Regions from separate parts of the Triticum aestivum genome. Here region 2 is linked to region 1. A link is a contact called in public Hi-C data. All regions are on one chromosome and are shown on one strand. The core of a region is the stretch at or near the end of the contact, and the rest is flanking DNA. Distances in the headings are between cores, read along the strand shown.

Evidence for each region. Hi-C and Micro-C count contacts between places; a contact is called where the count stands out from the background.
Region 2: a Hi-C map of leaf shows a contact between it and region 1, with 5 times the contacts expected there. The contact joins the promoter of LOC123144684 here to the promoter of LOC543106 in region 1. A contact is called at or near these places in 2 of 5 Hi-C or Micro-C datasets (leaf and an unstated tissue).

What each region holds. Positions count from the first base shown.
Region 1 is chr6D:286,220,189-286,223,287 of IWGSC CS RefSeq v2.1, reverse strand. LOC543106 (inorganic phosphate transporter 2-1, chloroplastic) reads right to left here and starts at 1,353. Exons shown (of 3, transcript XM_044563890.1): 1 at 173-1,353. The coding sequence starts at 871. It overlaps LOC123144682 (L-type lectin-domain containing receptor kinase SIT2), which reads right to left. Exons shown (of 1, transcript XM_044563889.1): 1 at 1,966-3,099. The coding sequence ends at 2,182.
Region 2 is chr6D:286,446,938-286,450,288 of IWGSC CS RefSeq v2.1, reverse strand. LOC123144684 (protein JOKA2) reads left to right here and starts at 1,930. Exons shown (of 8, transcript XM_044563894.1): 1 at 1,930-2,231. The coding sequence starts at 2,160. LOC123141490 (a long non-coding RNA gene) reads left to right here. Exons shown (of 7, transcript XR_006470332.1): 5 at 43-129; 6 at 231-325; 7 at 693-1,112.

The sequences.
Region 1 (3,099 bases), core at 104-2,603:
TAGTAGTATCATAAATATGCCACTGAAGATATCTTACATCTTCTGCTTTTCTGTAGACGGCAACTGTGAGAATCTTGAATAATTATGTGATGCTAATGGAACCAAGGGACCGCGTCATCTGATTGACATAGTATAACAAACCTCAAAATGGTTATCTGTGATGGAATGTTACCTGCAACCATGTACCAGCAGCAGCGAGGGAGGACAGCAATCCAGCAAAGAGCAGAGAATCATTTCCTTGGAAGACAGATGTGACGAGGATGCCCTTCTGCATGGTGCTGGTGACATGGGTGCCCATAAGGAATGCACCAGAGAACTCTAGCACAGCTGCAGTCAGCACCGCCTGCCGGAGAGTCAAAGCACCAGATCCTACCGACGTCCCCATGGCATTTGCCACATCATTCGCTCCAATGTTCCATGCCATGTAGAATCCTGACAGAAGGGTCAGATATGCCAGCACCTTCATCTTGGTCGTCCCATGGAAGAGCAGTGAGCGCATCGCCAGTGGAACAGTGAGAGCTGCAAATGCAATCACCACAGAGATTGACATGGCCATCCGTGGTGAAATATGGAACGCCTTTGCCATCTCTGACAGCTCGGATCCTCCGCTCCGCTCCCCCGAGGCATCCGAGTTTGCACTGGAGCCATCGTCAGCGTCTGCAAAGGAGGAGAGTGTGGCGCGCGGAAGCACCAGGTGCGAGCTCAGTGTCTTGGCAGGCGACACTTTAGCCAGACGGAAGTACCTTGGGCAGTGAATGGTGGGTGGCAGCTGAGCGGCAGGGCAACGGAGCAGGAGAGCGGCAGCCGCAGCTCGCCCTCCTGCTCCAGCATGTGCTCGGGCAATGGAAAAGAAAGGAGAAGATTGAGACATGGAGTGGCAGAAGCTAAAACCAGGGGGGAGCACCAAGAAGAAAGAGATGAGATGATCAGTGGAGAGCAGGAGAGGAAGGGGGAGCGGTGGCCATAGGAGGGAGCTGTGGATGGAAGCAAGAGCTTGCTTTCTGTGGTGGCCCAGCTTGGGCTGGGAAGGAACGAGTGGTAGGAAGGAACGAGTGGTGGAAGGGGATATCGGCAAGATTCCCGCCTAATCCATAATCTGGGGTTGCAGCGCGCTGCTGGACTGTTTGTATTCTGTTGCATGGATCTCTGGACTGGACCTCCCTCCAATCTGTTTCTTCTCAAGATCCAAATACGTGTCTCTTCCTGTTGTTTTGATTCTCGGCCTGGCCTTTAGCCTGGCACTAGCATCTTCTTAGGGTAGTTGGATTTTGAAGCAAGATATTTCTTCCTCTTCCTTTTGCCGTTTCATGTCTTGTGTCATGCACTGTGTAGAGTAACTGGAACTAGTTTCCCTCTCAGGACATCATGCATTTTTACTGTTCTTGTTGTCACTGTTTTTGTTACTACACACTAGATAATTTCCTGCGCCATAATTGTTACTGATGACAATGTAACAGAGTGTTGTGGAGTGGAGGACATCTCATGGTATTGTTTCCCCTTGCAACCACAGCTGTGGTCCAAGATTCGTGCAGTTCATTTATCGTCAGTCTTGTGGTATGTGCATGAATCTGCATTGTGATTGTGATTTGCTTTTGCCATTTTGTTATAGCAGATGGGATGGTACCGTGCTGCTGGCAAAGGGCCACAGGGAAAATGTAACCACTTTGTGCTCGAGTCTAGACGGCTGTTGAGAGAGGAATTATTGGCGTCCATGTCTCCGAGTCGGAGGCTTCCTTCATACTATCAGCCACGGCGCCGGTGTCATATCCACAGGTCGGCACCCCGCTAGACCATTGCAGCAAAGCCTCCCTGTGCGTTTTTTTCTTGATATTTACAACATTTCTGCAGTATTCTTTTTATTGAGGGGCCGTCACAGTATTTTTTGGTGTGTGCGAAAACATGAAGAAGAAACGTCGCAGTATCTGGGAAAACCAATACGACAACTTCATGCATATTGCAACAAAATAGTCGAGAAAAACTATCGTGTGTCCCGTATCACCTTGTTTCGAGTTCTGAGTTTTGAACAATATAACTTCTTACATGTTGGCCACGGTAATTTGAAAGTGTACTGCGGCCAAAGGATAATTATTGGGTTTACAATTCTAATTACGAACTTCTGGCACTACACATGCATAATACTAGTAAAACTTATTGAAGCCGTGAATTAAGCTAGCACTGAGGTTATCTTCCTCCCGAGAGGGTGGAAATTGTGCCAAAGCTCGACACCAGATCCGGATATGACATGGCGGATTCGTCAAACCCCTTGTTTTGCATCAAGGTGAGCACATCTGTTGGTGTGAGCTCAGGGAGGGGCGTAACACCGGTCAGATAGCGCATGACTTGTCCAATGCCAGGCCTCGCGCTAGCGAGAAGGTGTGAGCACATGAGCGCTAGCGTGAGCACCAGCCCTGCCTGGTCGATGTCGAACTCACCCTGGAGCCTCGCGTCCACCGTCTCCATGAGCGTACCATCACGCCAGTGCTCCAGCACCCAGTCGACGAGCGCTATCTGTCCGCCTTGCGCATTCTCCTTGATGGGTTTCTGTCCGCATGCAACCTCAAGAAGGAATATGCCAAAGGCGAACATATCGGTCAGAGGGGACGCCCTGCCCGTGCGTATGAGCTCCGGAGCCAAGTAACCCATGGTGCCGACCACGTGCGTGGTTTGCGAGTCTGCCCCATGGTCGTACAGCCTTGCTAGCCCAAAGTCACCAAGCTGGGCGTTCATGTCTTTGTCGAGGAGCACGTTGCTGGCCTTGATGTCTCTGTGGATGACAACTTTCTCCCACCTCTCATGCAGATAAAGCAAGCCGGACGCGACATCTTTGACGGTCTGAAACCTCAAAGCCCAATTCAGAGTAGGCTGATCCTCTCTAGTGTTGTATAGATGTTTATCCAGGCTTCCGTTGGGCATGTAGGCGTACACCAAAAGAAGTTCACCTTTTCGACGGCAGTAACCGAGCAACTCTACAAGATTACGATGTCGGATGCGGCCGATGCTTGTAATCTCAGCTATGAACTCCCTCATCCCCTGTCTTGACTCGTGAGACACCCTCTTCACCGCAACCTCCAGTTTAGATGTCTCAAGCACGCCTCTGTA
Region 2 (3,351 bases), core at 681-3,180, 230 kb before region 1:
CTCATGAAGTAAGAATACATGCCTACATATTATACATAGCAGGCTTCTGACTTCTCTGATTCTGCAAGCCTTGAGGCTGTGAAACATCTATGCTAGGTCGCCACACTTCTGCCACCTTCATTTGATGAGGTACATTCAGATTCGGTTTGTTTATTACTTTATGGATGCTTCTCTTCTCATTACAGTGCTGGGCAATTTGATGAGAAATTATCTTCTCTTTGATGGTCCAGGTTCAGCGCTCACTACTATGAAAGAAGAAGGCATATATTTTCCTTGTGGAATTTCCAGTAGAATGACAGTGAGAACGAGTAAAAATCTACAACAGGTAATACATTATTCTGAAGCTACATGAAAAGCAAAGTAAGCACATGGATCTCTCATTTGAGAGTGGGGGTTAAACTTCCCTGGACTTCTCCCTTAATTCTTAATGCAGTCTTTTTATTCACATTTCCTATTGTGTAGTTGGTGACAATGATGAATTGTTATCCACTTGAGAAAATAAAGATTAAATCGATGATGCTCTCAAAAGTAAAATGACTTTCTGTGCTGGATAGAGACATTGTGAGCATCAATATAGAACTTATAAACCTTTTTCCTTGTTTGTTATAATGATATTTTCATTTTCCTGTGTATATTAAACTTGAGAATATTATTCTGCATTACTTCAACCGTTACTTTTTATGTGTTTGCAGTATGACTGTATGGTTCTCACTCAAAGTAGAGGCCCAACAAACTTTTTTGAAGTAGGAGTCGAAAACTACAAATCCATCTATTCCTAGAATGGAGCTGGTTGGAGTTGAGCCTACAATTGAGCGGGTAGTTCGGTGGCACCGACATCCAGCTGAAAGTTTTATAGGAGGGTTAGTAAAGCAAATTTGTTCATGAGGAAATGTGCCAGCAAAACATTGAGTCAGAGTGCAAGACAAATGCTCTTAACAGTTTTTTTGGTCGTTTTTCTTTAATTACAATTCTTATTATTTTTAGTTGGCATTGATGTACAAAAGAAAATCCTGTGCCTTTTTTGTCCTCTCATTGACCATTGTATTTTTGAGTCATATCAGTCTATGTAAAAGAATTCAGTACCTTATGTTTTATATATTTGGAAATGTCTAAAGGCGTGGTGTTATATAATAACTGTATGATATGCTTTGTATGCCTTTCCTGTAGCCTTAGTATGGTCATCGTTTTCTCTTTCATGTCCTTCATCTTAAATTAAAAAATATAAACCATTGCATTGTGCTAAAGTTTATCATTATTATTTAATTTATTTATAGGCAATATTTCTTCTAGAAAAAAATGTAAATTTCGTGTAACAAGCTAAAATAGAATCTTCTTTGTTGCAATTGGGAACATGCCACATGACTACTGAGCTGGCATTATTTGCAAATTCTATTAGTTGACAATGTTGATGTGTATTTGACACCATTCATTTGAACCACCAAATAATAAAAGTTGTTTGATTGGTAAAATAATTTTCAGGTTTGTAACCACACGCTTATTTATTTTGTATTCGCTGTAACACATGGTCTTATGTGCTATAACATAATGTCAAACCACTAAAATGTATATGCCCCGTTGCAACGCACGGGCCTTGTGCTAGTTTCTTTTAACTTGATGAAGATGGCAGGACTAAAATATGTTAAAATTCGAAACCATTATCCATATCCAGCAGCTGACGCGTGGGTCGCAAGCGTGGAGCCCACGCGACAAGACGTGACACCGGACAGGCGTTAAATGCATTCTCACCCTCTACTACTACTTCGCAACTCTGACAGGTAATCCAAAGGAAACCCCTAGGCAGTTTTACACTCAGCCCCCTCGTGCCCGCGCAGGCGGTGCGAGGCCTCGCTCGCTGGCGCCTGGGTCCCGCACCCCCACGACTTAATTGCCCCAACGGTGTCCATCCTTCGCACCGAAGGAAAAGGCGTGATAAAAGAGGACTCTGGCACCCGAAGCCTTGGCCGCACCCGCACATCGCCACTCTCCCCCACGCCGCCACCACCGCCGCTGCGGCTTACGGCTACGCAGCTCTCGCGCCCCTCGACGACGCCGCCGCCCTCCGAGGTTTCCGGCCGCTAACTTCGTCTCGTCTAGGATTGACCCGCTCCTCCGCACGATCGCCGCCTCCTCCGCCTCCCCCCGAGGGTTTCCCCGCCGCCATGTCCGGCCTGAGCGCGCCGCCGTTCGACGGCCTCGCGTCGGGGCCCGACCCGTGGGACGTCGTCGTCAAGGTGATCCTTCTCCTGGTCTCGAGCCGTGGTTTTGTTTCGCCAGTAAGGGGATTGCGTGCGAGGGAGGGGAACCGCTTTTAGAGGGGTTTGTTCAAGGGGTCGGCTTCGTGATTGCTGGTTGATTGGGCGTGGCTTGGGTGTGAGGTTGGGGTTTGCCCACTGATCGGACGTATTTTTACGTGTTTGGTTTTGTGGTTACCTTCTGCATCTTCTTTCTAGGAGCAACCATAGTTTTTATAGTTAAATAATTGATCTCCTACAATCAATAGGTGTAGAATAAGATTGATCACACAGGTTGTGCGCATGATGTGGCTAAGGCTCCTATATTTCTTGGTAGTACGAGAGAACACGTGTATGCCGTTCTCTCTGGGATCGATATGTTGGATTAGAGATCGAGGGACGTTTGGACGGGCGCGGCCTGCTCATGTTTGTTGTTAAAATATGCACCTGACCCGGTTTTACTCCAAAATATGTTTGTCAGATCCTGTTTTCTATTGAATAACTTAATGGATCAGTGCGTATTGTGCTTCTCTCTAGGATATAGGCGAAGTAATACTACGAGTACATATTAGACATCTAACCTCAAATCAGAGCAAATAAATCCAAAACTCGTAATTTCTATGTCAGTACCGGTATCAATATTGTTTATGGCAATCTTGATTACGGGGTTAAGTGTATCATCGATGCATGTAGTCACTCAGCTGACCAGTCCTTTGTCCATCACATGTCACTTTATGGCTCTTTGAATAAAGTTGTGTAGTTTGTTCTAGTTATTTTCTGATTGAGTATTCTCATGCACCACTCCTTCTGTATATTTTGCAACTTCAGGACTTACAAGTTCAATTTTGGTTGTTCGTTGCTGAGCTGAATTTTTTTTACGTTTCATCTTCTTTCATAACGTGTAGTGAGAGATTGCTAATATTTCATCCATTAAGAGACCAACCTTATCTATGATAGTTTTCGGTCTCTTGTATAGGCTGCCATCAGCTCGTCACATAAGCTAAATTGGTTCACATAGACTCTATGGTTAATAATGTTTTGACTCTCGTATAGGCTACTGTCACATAAGTTAAATTGGTACTCCCTCCATATAGAAATATAAGAGCGTTAGTGATTTAAA